2 separate regions of the Zea mays genome follow, and region 2 is linked to region 1. The links are chromatin contacts, called in public Hi-C maps. All regions are on one chromosome and are shown on one strand. Each heading gives the region's core, a stretch centred on a gene start, on an enhancer-like site or on the middle of the called end of the contact. The rest is flanking DNA. Distances are from core to core; before and after follow the strand shown. Region 1 holds the start of LOC100280078 (probable sarcosine oxidase). Region 2 holds the start of LOC103643041 (protein LNK2).

Region 1 (7,375 bases), core at 1,434-3,933:
ACCTGAAGTTGTTAATATGGTGAGCAGCAAGCCATTTAGTTCGAGAACTGTTGCTCAGGCGTTGCATAATGGGCAATGGGTTCGCGATATCACGAATCCTTTATCTTTGATTGGTCTACATCAGTATTTGCAGCTGTGGGATGCTTTAAGTGGAGTGGTGCTTAATCAGGAGGAGGACAGACATGTGTGGGTGCACTCGAGCTCTGGTGTTTTCTCTTCCAAATCTTGTTATTCGGCGTTGTTTATGGGAGCTATTATTTTCCAGCCATGGAAATGGGTGTGGAAGTCGTGGGCACCCCCCAAATGCAAATTTTTTGTTTGGCTGGCGATAAGGAATAAATGTTGGACTGCGGATAGACTTCAGAGGAAAGGATTACCTCACCCGGTGGTCTGTCCACTATGTGATCAAGAGCAGGAAACTATCTTGCACCTCTTGTGCTCTTGCAGTTTCGCTAGACAATTTTGGCATAATATATTTTCAGCTTTGAGGATGGGTCATCTTACGCCTACTAGGGAGGCGGGCTCTTTTGTGGATTGGTGGGGCAAGGTGCATAGGAGGGTCCCCAAACATATCAGAAAAGGTTTCCATAGTCTCATTATCCTGGGGGCCTGGTGTTTATGGCTGCATCGCAATAGGGCGGTATTTGATGGTGTCAACCCGTCTTTAAGCACCATTCAGAGGCTTTTCTTGGATGAGGTGGAGTGCTGGTGTATGGCTGGTGCGAAGCAGCTCGAGAGTCTTGGGCTTCTGGCTGCATTTGCTAGGGGGGCTAGGGCTTTTCCTAGTGCATGAGGCTACACTGTTTTATTTTCTATGTATTTTTGCCTGTTAGGGCTTTGTACTTTGGTCCATTTCGGACCTTTCTCTCTTTCAATATAATGACGCGCAGTTCTCCTGCGTGTTCGAGAAAAAAAAGAAAAAAATTTTTTGAAGATGGTCATTGTAACAAAGTTATTGAGCTATATGAGGAGTATACGTTTTTTAAGTATCCTACCTCTAAATATATATGGAACTTGGAGAAAAACTAATCCAAAGTAGAGCTGTCAGGGTTTTTGGAATTCAGACTTGGTTTAATTCAGCATTTAAATTTCTGTGTTTGGAGCCAACTTTGGGCTATTGGAGATTGGAATCCAAGAGGTTTTGATTATTGGTCACTATACCAAACTTGTAAAGGAACTATAGGAGTATAAACCTTATTAAGCAACTTGCCCCTATAAACATTTGGAACCCAAGAAAAAGAGTGGTTCAAAGTGGTGCTGCTGTGTTGCTGAATTTTCAGATTGGAAACATTAACTGAATTTTAGTGTTGATAGCCGTTTTGGAGCTGATTTGTGGCTGTTCTATAATGTTTTGGGCTGTGGTGTTTATAGAAAAGTTGAAGTCTATATGATGGTGAACAAGTTTCTTTAAGTGACTTTGGATTGTTCCCACATAAAAAGTAGAGAAAAATGCCCCCAAAGATCAGCTGCTAGGCATTTCTGTAACTGAATTTGGTTCAGTGGCTGAAACCTGAAATTAGTGAATAGTGCCTAGTTTGGAGTGCTTTTGTAATTAATCTATGTGGTTTTGGACTAATAATTGTGTGGAAAAGTTGGAGTCCATAGTACCGAGAACAAGGTTTATTAAGTAAGATATCCTTGGTGCTGCACAAAAGGTGGAGTAAAGTGTGCTCAAAGTTGGTTTATCAGGTGTTGGGATTCAGACTTGGAATAATATTTAAGTCTGAATATGTGTGTTTTTACCCAACTTTGGGGCCTCGTGGTAATAAATCCAAAGAGATTTGGGTTAAGAGTCTGTAGCAAAATGAGAGACTAAATGTAGATAAACAAGTGTTTTGCAAAGAGTGGGTTTGGTACTTTATGGAATTTAGAGAATATCCTGCTGCAAAACCCTCTGTCAGACTCTGTGGTGCTGTTTCAGATTTTCTGAAACTGAATTTTCAGTGACTTTGGCTGTAAATTGGGGTACCATAACTTTTGTTCTATATGATTTCAACCATGAGTTTCTATACAAAATAGGTAGAGCTACAAGTAGAGAATAATTTTGGTTCAGGGAGAGTGGTCTGTTGCTATGAATAATTGGGATATCAGGGGGGGCTGAACTAGGAGGAATAGAATGGAGCAGCAACACTGATAAGTTTGGTTCAGTGTCTGGTTTAGTAACTGAAGAAGAATCTCCTCTCGGTGCTGTGCTATAATGGTATTTTTAAGCTGTCATGTGGATGAAGTGCATGACTTATATTTAGAGGCCTCACTCTCCACTAAAAATACCTAGTTTGGACTGAAATATGGTTGTTCATAGCTGCAGTGTTGTCTGTTTGACTGCTGACCACAATATGGGATCAAGTTCAATGCCCTGTGGTGTTTCACTCGACAACAGAGACAGAGGTATGGCTGGGGTACAAAGTGAAGGGTCCAGTGATCTCAGCTCTGCTGGAAGTATCAAAGGTTTGGACTGTTGTGTGACTATCTGCAAGGGCAGACTTATCTGCTTGCCCTTGCCTAAATAAATCAGTCCAGGTTCAAAGTTTTGGCTGTGTTTGTGTGCCGGCGTGGGTCAAGGGAGCTAAGCCACGTGTGTAGCCATGAGGTGTTGGCGCCTATAGTGGTATGGATAGGCTTTGGGCTTCAAATATCTGAGCCTAGTGAAGTATACAACTTGTCCCCTAATTGTTACTAGGCTGCCTGCCTGTTTCCCTGTCAAGAGCTTCTGCTGTTTGATCTATGGATGCCCTACGGTGCTTCATCTGATTATATAAATTGGAGTGAACATGCAGTGCATAGTTAAGGTCTAGAGGTCTCACTCTCCCCTGAAAATATCAAGTCGAGCTGTCAGTTTGGGGGAAAGGAAATATCTTTATCTCTCTGTTGTTCTCCAATTTGTGCACACACTGAGATAAGTTTGGGGTGGACAACAAAGGGTCTCGAGCTCCAGTTCCTGCAGCAGAAAATATCAACTTTGGATCCACTAGTGCCTGTATTCAGAGTTCTTATCTGACCCTTTTCCCTGTCTATGTTACTAGACTAAGTTCAGTGTCTAGGGGGCTGATTGGTTGCATGTGTGCGCTCGTGCAGGGCCCATTAGATACAAGTTTTTGACAGTGCAGTGTGTTTGGTTGCTTGAACAAATATCTAGGCCAGACTACGCTCGTGCAAAATAACCATCTCATCCAGGCCCATCACAAACGGCCAAAATCTCCGTTTCTTCGGAGCCAGGCTCCACTCATTCCCTGTCGTCGCAGCTCAGAGCACGCGCAGCCGCCTCGCCTCGCCTGGAGCTCACGCAGCCGCCTCGCCTGGAGCTCGCGCAGCCGCCTCGCCTTGCCTGGAGCTTGCGCAGCCACCTCGTCTGGATCTCGTGCTAGGGTTGGAGCCAGGGTCCTCTCGCAGCCGCCTCTATCCTCGCCTGGAGCTCGCGCTAGGGTTCCTCTCGCAGCCGCCGCTGTTGAGGTTAGACTCTGCCTTCTCCTCTCACCCTCCGCTCTCCCTCTCTCATCTCCTCTCCCCGCTCCGAACACTGGGCCGGTCGATCGTCCGCCGCACCCCCCTTGTGGTCACGGTTCTCTTCTTCTCTATCTCTCGCGCACGGATCTCACTCTCAGACGCTAGGTGCACTTGCTCCTGGTACTACCAGGTAACGAGGTTGGCATTGTGGTCGGAGGCGGCCATGCCGGATGCGAGGCCGCCCTTGCTTCGCCTCGCCTCGGCGCGCGCACCCTGCTTCTTACGCTCAACATTGACCGGATTCCGTGGCAGGTCTGCGCTGAGCTAGCTTTGCCCCGATGGTAGATATTCTAGTCAAGTTCATGACTGAAATTACTTGAATATTGACTCCTGATGCCAGATAATAAAAATCATGTCCCTTATATGAAGAATTGATCCATCAAACCCTGCAGTGTAGAAATTTAGCAATGTGAAATCTCACCTGTGATAGCATTTTTGTAGGGCACAGATTTTGTTCCAAGGTATGAATGTACGATAGAAACTGAATAGATGATTTTTGATTAGTATGTTGCATATCTTAGTATGCTATAGCCTATAACTATAAGGAAACATTCTTTGTCAATGAATTCCATTTAAATTTTAGTATTAGAAGTGTGGTTCTGCTTCAACTCATCTTCTGCCCTACCCAGCCTTGTAACCCTGCTGTTGGTGGCCCTGCAACGTCTCAACTTGTCCATGAGGTAGATGCCCTTGGTGGTAAAATTGGAAAAATTACTGATAGGTACGAGTTCAAACGTCTTGTTGTCTGGAGAATGAGTTTCTCTGAGTGCAAATGGCTGAGAGTCCAGATTTTGATTGCTAGTTAATCAACAAAGATATCTTAGCATACTGATTGCATCTTCTTCTGATAGGTGCTACTTGCAAAAGCGTGTACTGAACAGCTCAAAAGGCCCTGCTATATGTGCACTGCGTGCTCAGCCTGATAAGAGAGAGTATGCAATAGAGATGAAGAACAGTGTGGAAAGGTCAGTGTATACTAAGTTGCTAACTTTACTTGGATTTATAATCTTGTCTGGCACCTCCATAAGTGGTTAGTGCTACATAATTTCTGAATATGCTTCGTTTATAGCTGACCTCATTTAAGTTATGTTAATTTGATCATCATTTCATAGCTTCTTAGGTTGTACTCACAAAATTGTGATATTTGGTTTAAAATATATCAAACATGACACCTTCTCAAAATTTGGCACCGGATATTGTTGTTACTGTATTAAGACCATGGTTCTGCATGGCTAGTCTTAAGTTCTCAATGTAGTAAAAAACACTCAAGGTAGATGTAAATATTTTAATCTTCTGACATAAGAGTTTAGCATTTTTTTCTGCTTGCCAACTTTTGTCATGCTTTGCTGATGTTTCTTATCGTTGATCGCATGTATTGTGATAGATTTCACATTGCTTATTGACTATTTTGTGTACTATGCTTCAGCACAGAAAATCTTTTCATTAGAGAAGCAATGGCTACAGAGGTTTTAATTGGAAAAAATGACACCATTGAGGGTGTTTGCACTTTCTTCAGCATGGACTTTATGCACCATCTGTTGTACTTAGCACCAGAACATTCATGAGTGGTAAGATTTGGATTGGTAGGACATCAATGCCTGCTGGGCGAGCTGGAGAGTCAGCTTCTCATGGACTAACTGAAAACTTGCAGTTTCTGGGGCCAAGCTGCTCGGCTCCTGGGGCGTGGACCTCCCCATCAGGCCGCTGCACACGCTCCACCTCTACTGGCGCGTGAAGCCCGGCCAGGAGCAGACTGTCTCGACGAGCGCCGGGTTCCCGACCTTCTCCAGCTACGGCGACCCGCCCGTGTACGGCGCGCCGTCGCTGGAGCTCCCGGGGCTCATCAAGATCAGCTGCATTAGATCTTAGAGTACACTGTTTTACACAATTTGGAGTTGTTACTACTATCAAGCTTTAGACTTTAGACTTTGGAGTACACTGTTTTTACACTGTATTAAGCTTTAGCCTTTTATGCTACAGTGTGTAAAAAAGCAAGCTTTAGACAGTTAGGCTAATCTATAGACAGTGTAAAGCTTGATTTTTTGACAATACAGTTCAAATTCTTAGAACAATGCGGTCTGAAAGTTTAATACAGTTCTGACAATAGAGTTGAGTACACTGTTTTGAGGCTAATATGTCAAGCTTAGATACCAGTTTGTCAAGCTTGTTTTAGTCCAAATTTGTATTTACTTAGCTGTGTAAATTGTGTACAATTTGAAGACTGTTTTAGTTGGTGTAGAAATTGTGTAGAATTTCTAGATAGTTTTATGTTGCTCGGTGTGAGACGTGTAAATTGTGGCTTCTGTATTTTTTATGCCCAGTAAATACTATCAGTAATTCTGGCTGAGTCGGTACAGGAAACCAAACATGAGCTCATTAAATCCTGGCTGAATCGATACACAAAACCAAACACGTAACAAATTAACTACTTGCATCTATGTATACATGCTAGGCTCAGCCTGCATCTGGGCCTGAACCAGACTCAAACCAACCGGACAACAATCAGACGCTAGGAAAGCCAGTGTCCTGCGTGGTATGTGGGTTTGGGAGCCACGTTTGTGAGTCCCTGCTGTGTTGTCACCTTTTGAACCCTTCTCTACCAGTCTAGCTGAACTTGAGGACATCTGCCCCTATCCTGGTTGCTTTAGAACCTGGATCAGTGAATCCTCTTCCTTGTCCTTGAGCTCTAGCCCTGGTTTCTCTGCATGTGTGGGGGTGGTCTTCATGCCTTCAGGTTTGTGTAGCTTCCCTCCCCAGCCCCTGGGTTTGCCCTGTCCGAGTGCCTTGCATGCCATTCCCTTGGTGGTGACCATAGCCACCGATTGCTCACCTTGCCATGGCCAGGACAGATGGAGCAGCTGCACACCTAAGTTGGTCCCATTCTCTGATCTCCATATGACACTGAAGCTTACGTAGTTCCCCCTTTGAACTCTACCAATGCATGCTGCGTGGAACAGGGACATGTCGTTGCAATCTAGCGCTGCGGACACGCCTCAATGTCGACTGATTGACTTGCGTTCGTCCCCGGCCAAATTAGCGCAAGCACCGAAGCCTAGGTATGCCACTAATGCTCCCCGCGATGTTTGATTTAACTCTACCGTATGGAAGCTACGGGATCAAGTTCATCAAGCCATAGTCTCCGTCGTCGTAGTTGGTAGCCGTGTTCCGATGTCTCCGCGGTCAAATTAAATGTGTGTCTGTGTTCGCCGTAGTCCAAGGAGTAGGTTGGTGATGTCGCCGTCGTCTGCGACGAGCTTCTATGGAAAATCCGACGCCAGGTCGCTGGAGTTGGGCGCGGAGCCGTCGGGGCCGAGAAGTTGTTAAAAGGAGGTTGCCAAGGGGTGTCTGTGTGATTGTCAGTGGCACAAATGAATAGTGGCAGGAGCTTAGATTGGTTTTGCATGAGCCAGGGTCCTTTGTGCAAAAGCGCAGACGCGGGCGCAGGCTCCCCCGTCGTTGGCAGGCTCTGCCTGGAGTTGGGCCACGTGGGCTGATTTCAGCCCAGAATTAATTGTTTCCCATTATTCATTTACCCGCCAACTTGGAAATGATGCCAAAAATTGTAGAAAATTTCAAAAATAGCAAGACAAATTTTGTTGGATATCTAAATTATGAGCTCTCTGGTAAAGTTGGATTTAGGATTTTTAGGGCAATTATAAAATATTAAGTGAATTAAAGATGATCTTGAAAGGACTATTTGAATTTTAGAAATAAGAATTGAGCATCAAAAATCATGAAATTTGTTTGGAGAAGCTTGTTATCAAAAGTTGAACCCTTGGGCAAAGTTTGGAACTAATTGGATATGATTTTGTTAGCAAACTAATTATTGCCCGAAAACAAAAGGATTTCACCTACGAAATAAGGACACCTA
Region 2 (7,375 bases), core at 1,290-3,789, 130 kb after region 1:
CTGCTACTACTGCCACTATTATAACTATACCTACTACATACTACTAGTAACTAAGCCGGAGGCGTTGCCGCCCTTGCCGATGTCGTTGCCACCGTCGCCACTGCTGCCATTGCTGTCATCGCCACTATCACCACCATTGCCTTTGCCGCCATCACCACCGTTGTGTTTGCCGCGATCACTGTCGTTGCCTTTACCGTCACCATCGTCGTCGCTGCTGTTGCTGCCCTTGCTATTGTCGTCGTCACCGTCCTCATCGTCGCCGTCGTACCCATTGTCTTCCTCCTCCTCCTCGAACTCCTCCTCAGGCTCCTCTGAGTCATTGAAGTCGGCTCGATTGATGCCTTAGAGGTAGGTCCTCTCCCTTGCTGACAGCCCCATATAGTCATATGTGCAAACGGACGATGGGGAGCCAGGGGATAGGGGAGGGGACCACTCGCAGGAGAGCTCGGAGTCACCGAAGTCCTCCAATGGCGGGGGTCGGAGGATGCCTCCTCTTGCTGCCTTGCCACCTTTCTTGCAAGCCATGGGAGTTTTAGAAAGGGAAAAAGAAAACATCAGAAGAGGAAGTGAGGGTGAGTGAAGGATTTCGCAACACATAGTGGGTTTGTTTAAAGAAAAGAAAGGGTGCCCCATCGTATTCCAGTTGTACAATGAACAATTGCAAGCCTTCAAGAGTCGTTTACATTTCCCACTGCATGCTTCTGACACCCTTTAGCGTAACATGGCACCAGGATTCAGTAAATCAACCACTCAGGCACATCATTATGCATCGTCACCTCAAGCAATTGTGTCTCTAGACAAGACAAAGTACACATCCACCCATTGGGTGCACATATCGGATTTCCTAGAAAATGCAACCTGTGAAATATCAAACGAAAGTCCTGCAAGACGACAAACTCAAAATCAGCAAAAGTTTATTGGTCAACCCTGAGTCAACTAGACCTCTATCGGCTGAGTTCAGTCTGTAGCCTTAGCAAGCTCTTGGCTAGATGCACCCTGGCTGGAGTTTAGTCAGTCTAGATTTAGTTGGCTGAATCACGTTCAAACCAAAATCAGTCGACAAGATGCTGTCAGACTAGAAGCATGATCCACTTACAACTAGAGAGATAGAATAAATCACACAAAGGCAAGATCTTGGGACCTTCGAGTTGATTAATACTTAAATCAGCTCGAAGCTCAAGGGCTATACTGGTGCACCCAATGGATCAGAACATAAAAGAAGAGAGAGAAAGATGAAATACTCTCTCAAAGAAAAGAGAACAAGTAACCCAGCTCATTCTTGGGGTCTCGAACTAGTTACCCTCAAAAATTGGCTCGAGCCTCGGGGGTTTGTGGGAGATAGATATACCATGGGTCATTTTCACATGGACACGTTCATGAGCCGCTTGAACAGACCCCTAATAAGTCGTCGCCAAGATGTGATATTGGACCGACCTTCAGGAAAACAGGTGTTATCGGGAGGATGACACGCTCAGCTAGAAGGATTCTGAAGAGCACATCGTAAAAGATGTTATCTATGCGCATATATCGTAGAGGAGCCAACATGATTCCGAATAACGCGCCTTGCGTGCGACCGGATAGCAGATCGCTCGGCCTCAAACTCGGAGGGAAATAACCATCGGAAAAGTCGGTGCGCAATAGTAGCAGAAATAGATAGACACAAATAAGCTTTTACAATCTATAAAGAGATCTCTCCCCAACCAGCTATATAAGCTATGGATATACCCCTACAAAACTCTCTCGATATCCATCTCTTTCACGATCATGCTCACCATTAGATTGATGGGAGATCTCATACATCATCACCCGTGAATCATATGTAATCTGTGTACTCCAAACAAACTCAATACCCCAGCACCAAACAGGACGTAGGGTGTTACACGTTCAGGCGGCTCGAACCTTTATAATCTCCTTGTGTTTTGACGTGCTCCCGCACGTACCATTGAGTCGCGATCAACAACGCCGTCCTCCCAAAAGTATTGCGTGGGTTACCCCGTAGTGCGCAGTCGGGACCTAAACACCGACACAGGTTGTATGCCTGAAGCTGTAGTCTTCGTGTTTGTGTTTTTCATTAGCTTTGGCTGAGACTGACCTTCGACATTACTTCTGCATCATGTGAAACAAGGTAAAAGATAACTGTCGAATTAGTGGTTTGAGGGCCTTCGAGAAAAAGACCTCCAATATGAAGGTCTCATTATCATCTCTATCAAGGACATATGTCTTCAACAATCTAATCCATTCACGCCGCACCGTAGCCAAGACTATAAATGCCGTGTTTAACAGAGCGTGTATATGACCGTGCAAAAACACTATATTTGTAGAAAGAAGTTTAAAATAGTAAGTGAGACAGAAAATTCGAAGAGAGTGTAAGGCTGTCTTCAATGAATAGTATAAAATAAAAAACACGTAATTATATATATATAATTGTTTATAAATATAAGTTTGAAATATGGAATGAAATAGAGGAGAGGATGTGACTGAAGATGTGTTGGAGGTGTGCAAAGGTGTACACCGTACACCCGCTGAGAACCCCGCAGCCAATCAGCGCGTGGCATTTGATCGAGTCCTCCTGACCACAACCCAAGATGCGGCTCCGCACACGTGGGTTTCCAACGCCCAACTGCAGCCGCCTACCAAATGTGCAGCGGCTACGCACTCCCATCCCTGGACTACTCTTGGTGGGTGGAGACTGGAGAGAGCCACAGAAGGCAACTGGAGGTTCGAGGACGGCGCGATAGGCGAGCCGGCGAGTTCGGGTGCTTTTCCTGGGGTCGGAGATGCGACCGTTGGGACCTGGGAAACAGCGCACTTCGAGTTCGGGGGCGGCTCCCGCGACGGCGGCAGCCACCTGAGCAGGATGTTTAATTGGAACGACGAGCAGCAGCAGGTCCCCGTCTACCCATCCCGTCATCGTCTAGAATCTTGCGTTACACTTGCTCACTTGGCTGGATCTGCTCGGTTTCTGTAATTCGTTTCGTCGTTCCGTGCTTCACGTGCTCTAATTCACTAGGTTTTAGTTTGGATGTGGTTGTTCCGGATGGGAATTTTGATATTATCCCATTCCGTTGAGGGAGTTGGAGATGCAAGGGACTGCGGGGGGAAGCGTGCAATTCTTGCTACGTAGGTCGACTGCATCACTGCAGGTTGCAGCAGTGCAAGCATGGCTAGGGAAAAATTCTGCTTGGATTGCCTCTACTTCTGAAGCTTGTAAGATTGTCTAATGTCATGAGCAGTGCTGGAAATATTGGGACTTGTATGTTCTATTGGAAGAAAGCTAAGGGGGTCTTTATAAGTTTCATGGCTCTTAAAATGTTCCCTCCATGGGTTGTTCCCGTTAATGTTTTTATGAACTTAATGGTTCTACTGATAGCAGCTGAAGTGAACAACAAACTGGTTCTATAGTGAATCACAATGATAATTTTTCTTATTTGCCCTACCCATTTTTTCATGCCACTCAGTTGGCAATGTTCTACTCTATTGATTTTAGTATTTCCTCATAAAAGGGTAACATTTTTAAGGAACCATGAATTTAGGTAGGCTCACATGAATTTAAGGACACAACATATTATATTGTGTACTTGGGACCTTCAATAATAGTTGTTAGATATATGCGTCTTGTATATTTCTGTTTGTATAAGGGTGTCTTTGCATTGTTGTACATGTGCATATTGAGCTTAGCCTTTGTTATCAGTACAACCACTATTTGAACATGGTATACAGAGCAAGGTTTCAATGCTACGGTTTACCTCACCGCTGGATGTGGCTCCTCTCGCAATGCTGTTTGGTTGTGGTTTCTCTTGGTCGTGGCTCCTCATGTCATGGCTCTTCACCACCCACCCTCACGCTCACTTAGCTGTTGTTGGCTGTTCGGTGGCATATGCCTAATCTTTGACTTTGGGAGCCTTAGTGGCGAGCTGCCATGTCCAACCTCGCCTTCTCCTCCCGTGTAGCCATTGATTCCTACAAGAACATTAAAGGGCAACCAAAAGAAGCTTCATGAAGCTTATGATGATGATATGCCCTCTTGTATGTCCCAATTTATGGCCTATATGCTTTTAGTCTCAATAGGAGTCTCAATAGTGCGGTGATCAGTAAGAGAAGCCAGATCAAGTAGCCCCATAATGTATTTCTCCTAAGAGAGATAAAAGTCCTCCGGAGTAGACGAAACCTCAATCCCAAGAAAATACAGAAGAGGACCGAGATCAGACATAAGAAACTGCTCACTAAGACATGCCTTCACAAAGGTAATAAATTGCGGATCATCCCCTGTAATAGTCATGTCATCAACATAAAGGAGAAGATTCCTACGATGAGATGATGTGTGGACGAACAAAGTAGGATCATGAGTACTAGTAGAGAAACCAACAACAATGACCATAGAAGCGAAACACTGAAACCAAGCCTGAGGAGGCTGGTTGAGGCCATAAAGAGAATGATAAAGGCAACAAACCATGCCCTTGGTAATAGAATACCCAGGTGGTGGCTGCTTATAAACCTCCTCAGTCCTCACGCAACTCACCATTAGGAAAGGCATTTTTGACATCAAGCTGAGAGATGGACCACTCACGAATAGAAGCCACAACAAGGAGGGTGCGAACAATTGTCATTTGAGCAACAGGAACAAAAGTCTCATCATAATCACGCCCATGTTTCTATTGGAAACCACAAGCAACATGATTAGCCTTATAATGCTCAAAGGAACCATCAGAGTGGGTCTTAACCTTATATAGACAATTACACATGATAGGACGAACACGTGGTGGACAAGGTACGATTTACCATGTGCTAGTGCACTCTAGAGCAGCAATCTCCTCAGCCACGATAAAGAATACCATCACGATAAGAGGCCGACTCAGAAAGAACAATAGTCACAAAAGTTGAAGGAGAGTAACGATAAGTAGGATGACGAAGACGATGACTACGCCTAAGAGACGGCTCCGATGTAGAAGCAGGAGAGGAAACTGGCTCAACAGGAATAGATGACGTACTAGGAGACATTGACACTTTAGGAGAATATGGATCACCAGAAGGAGATAGCTCATTAGACGAAGATGGAGTATCAGAAGAAGGAATCATAGTGTAGTTTGTTTAAACTTGTGCCATTGGAGGCTTCATGTAGTAATCAAGAAGCAAAGAAGGCTCTGAAGAGGACACAAAACAAGGCCGCAACAAGCATGAAACAAGTACAATAGTAGGGGCATAAAAAAGAAAAGAAATGAAATAGGATCAACAAATGAAGCTGAAGAAGTATCAGATGAGGGACGAGGATAAAAATGATGAGCCTCATCAAAAACATATCCCGAGAAGTCCTCATTCAACAAGCAACCATATCCCCCCTTATGTTCAGCACTGTACCCGAAGGAAAACACATTTAGTAGACCGACTCGTCAATTTGGTCCACTCATGTGGTGAAAGCAACACGTAGCACACACAACCAAAAAGGCGAAGATTGGAATAGTCATGCGTCTTACCATAGACACTCAAAAGGAATCCCATCCTGAAGAGTCGAAAAAGGCCGAATGTTAATCAAATAATTTGATGTAGAAACAACCTCAGCCTAAAAATGAGGGGGATAGAGAAAGTGAGCATAAGGGTACAATCAGTCTCAAGAAGATGCTTGCGCTCAACAACACCATTCTGAGCATGAGCACCAGGGCACGAAAACTAGGCAAGAGTACCTTATGCAGAAAGAACTTGGCAAACAACATTAGAAAGATACTCACTCGAAGAGTTAGCACGAAAGACACGAATAGGAGTGTCAAAATGAGTGCGAACCATAGCAAAAAAAGCTATATAAATGGATAAAGTCTTATTCTAATGTTTTATGAAATAAATCCAAGCATGACAGGAACAATCATCTATAACAATGATATAATATCGATTGCCCCCTTTAGAAACAAAAGGAGTAGGACCCCATATATATGAGTGTACAAGATCAAAAGGACGCTGAGAAACAGACTCACTAGAATGGCAAGGAAGTTGAATCTGCTTTCCTAAACGACAACCTTGACACTGATGTAGAGACTCATGACCTGAAACCAATCCTAAAAAACCATGACTAATCAAAGTGGATATCCGAGAGCCACAAATATGACCCAAACCATGATGTCACTATTGGAATATGTGAAACCCAAATGAGGTGGGGCTCCCGTGGGGTGTGCTTGTGAAGGCACATCTACTGAACGACGTAGGCGATGTCAGGCCAGGAGATGGTCATGTATTGGAGAGCGCCGGTGAGGTCCGGTAGGCCGTCACGTCGGTGACTGGAGCCTGTCGTTGACGGAGAGCTTCGCCTGAGTGTCGATAGGCATGGAGTAGGGCTTGCAATCGGACATGCCAGCCCACTCCAAAATGTCGAGGGCATAATGCACTGATGCAGGAAGAGGCCCTAGGTCGCCGCTCCATGGTGATCTTGAGGAAGTGGTGGAGAGGGCCTAGGTCCATCGCGAACTTGCGCTGAAGGGCGGAGATTTTGCGCTGGAGGAGTGCGGAACAGGACACCGTGAGCACGATGTCGTCGACGTAGAGGAGGTAGACGGTGTCTTCGCAGTGCCGATGGATGAACAGGGATGCATTCGACTTAGCCTTGACGAAGCCGAGGAAGACCAAGTAGGTGGTGAAGTGACTGTACCAAGCTCTTGGCGCCTGCTTGAGGCCATACAGGGAGCGGTTCAGCCTACAGACTAGATCCGGGTGAGTGGAGTTGACGAAGCTGGTGGGCTGGTTGCAGTACACCATCTCGGTCAGAGTCTAGTGAATAAAGGCATTCTTGACATCCAGTTGATGGACCGTCCCGTCTCGGGAGAGGGCGAGGGAGAGGATGGCCTAAATGATGGCAAACTTGACGACGGGGCTGAAGGTCTCATTGTAGTCCACTTCGGGGTGCTGAGTGATGTCCCGAAGGACCCAACGAGACTTGTAGAGATTGAGCGAGCCGTTAGAGGTGAGTGTATGGCGGAAGATGGGGGGGGGTTAGGGGTGGCCGACGGCTGTGGGGTTGGAGGGAGGGGAAGAAAGAGAAAACTAATTCTATACCATATTGGAATATGTGAAACCTTAACCCTAATGTTGGGTTGGGAATATATTATATAGAAGAGTTAGGTGGGCCAAAGCCCATTACAATAGTGGTAATCAGTGAAAAATAGGGAAACCTTAACCTAACCCTAATCAGTGGTCTAACAGTCACTGAGCAAAAGACGAAATCGACGCAACCAAAGCGGAAGCTGTAAGACCAACAGTTGCAGCGGAAGGAAGATGAAGCAGTCAAGCTTCCAAAGGCGCTAAGAATCATGACGATGAGGGCCAGTACCAACCAGATACCCTGTGCGTCAATCTTGAATATAACATAAATTGGGATCAAGAATGACACGAGTCA

Evidence for each region. Hi-C and Micro-C count contacts between places; a contact is called where the count stands out from the background.
Region 2: a contact with region 1 is called in a Hi-C map of ear, with 3 times the contacts expected there. The contact joins the promoter of LOC103643041 here to the promoter of LOC100280078 in region 1. A contact is called at or near these places in 5 of 25 Hi-C or Micro-C datasets (ear, leaf and tassel).

What each region holds. Positions count from the first base shown.
Region 1 is chr3:83,423,856-83,431,230 of Zm-B73-REFERENCE-NAM-5.0, forward strand. It overlaps LOC100280078 (probable sarcosine oxidase), which reads left to right and starts at 2,684. Exons shown (of 5, transcript XM_008675855.4): 1 at 2,684-3,450; 2 at 4,134-4,225; 3 at 4,356-4,469; 4 at 4,931-5,072; 5 at 5,156-5,772. The coding sequence starts at 5,066. The coding sequence ends at 5,373.
Region 2 is chr3:83,558,932-83,566,306 of Zm-B73-REFERENCE-NAM-5.0, forward strand. It overlaps LOC103643041 (protein LNK2), which reads left to right and starts at 2,540. Exons shown (of 10, transcript XM_020550240.2): 1 at 2,540-2,887. The coding sequence starts at 2,858.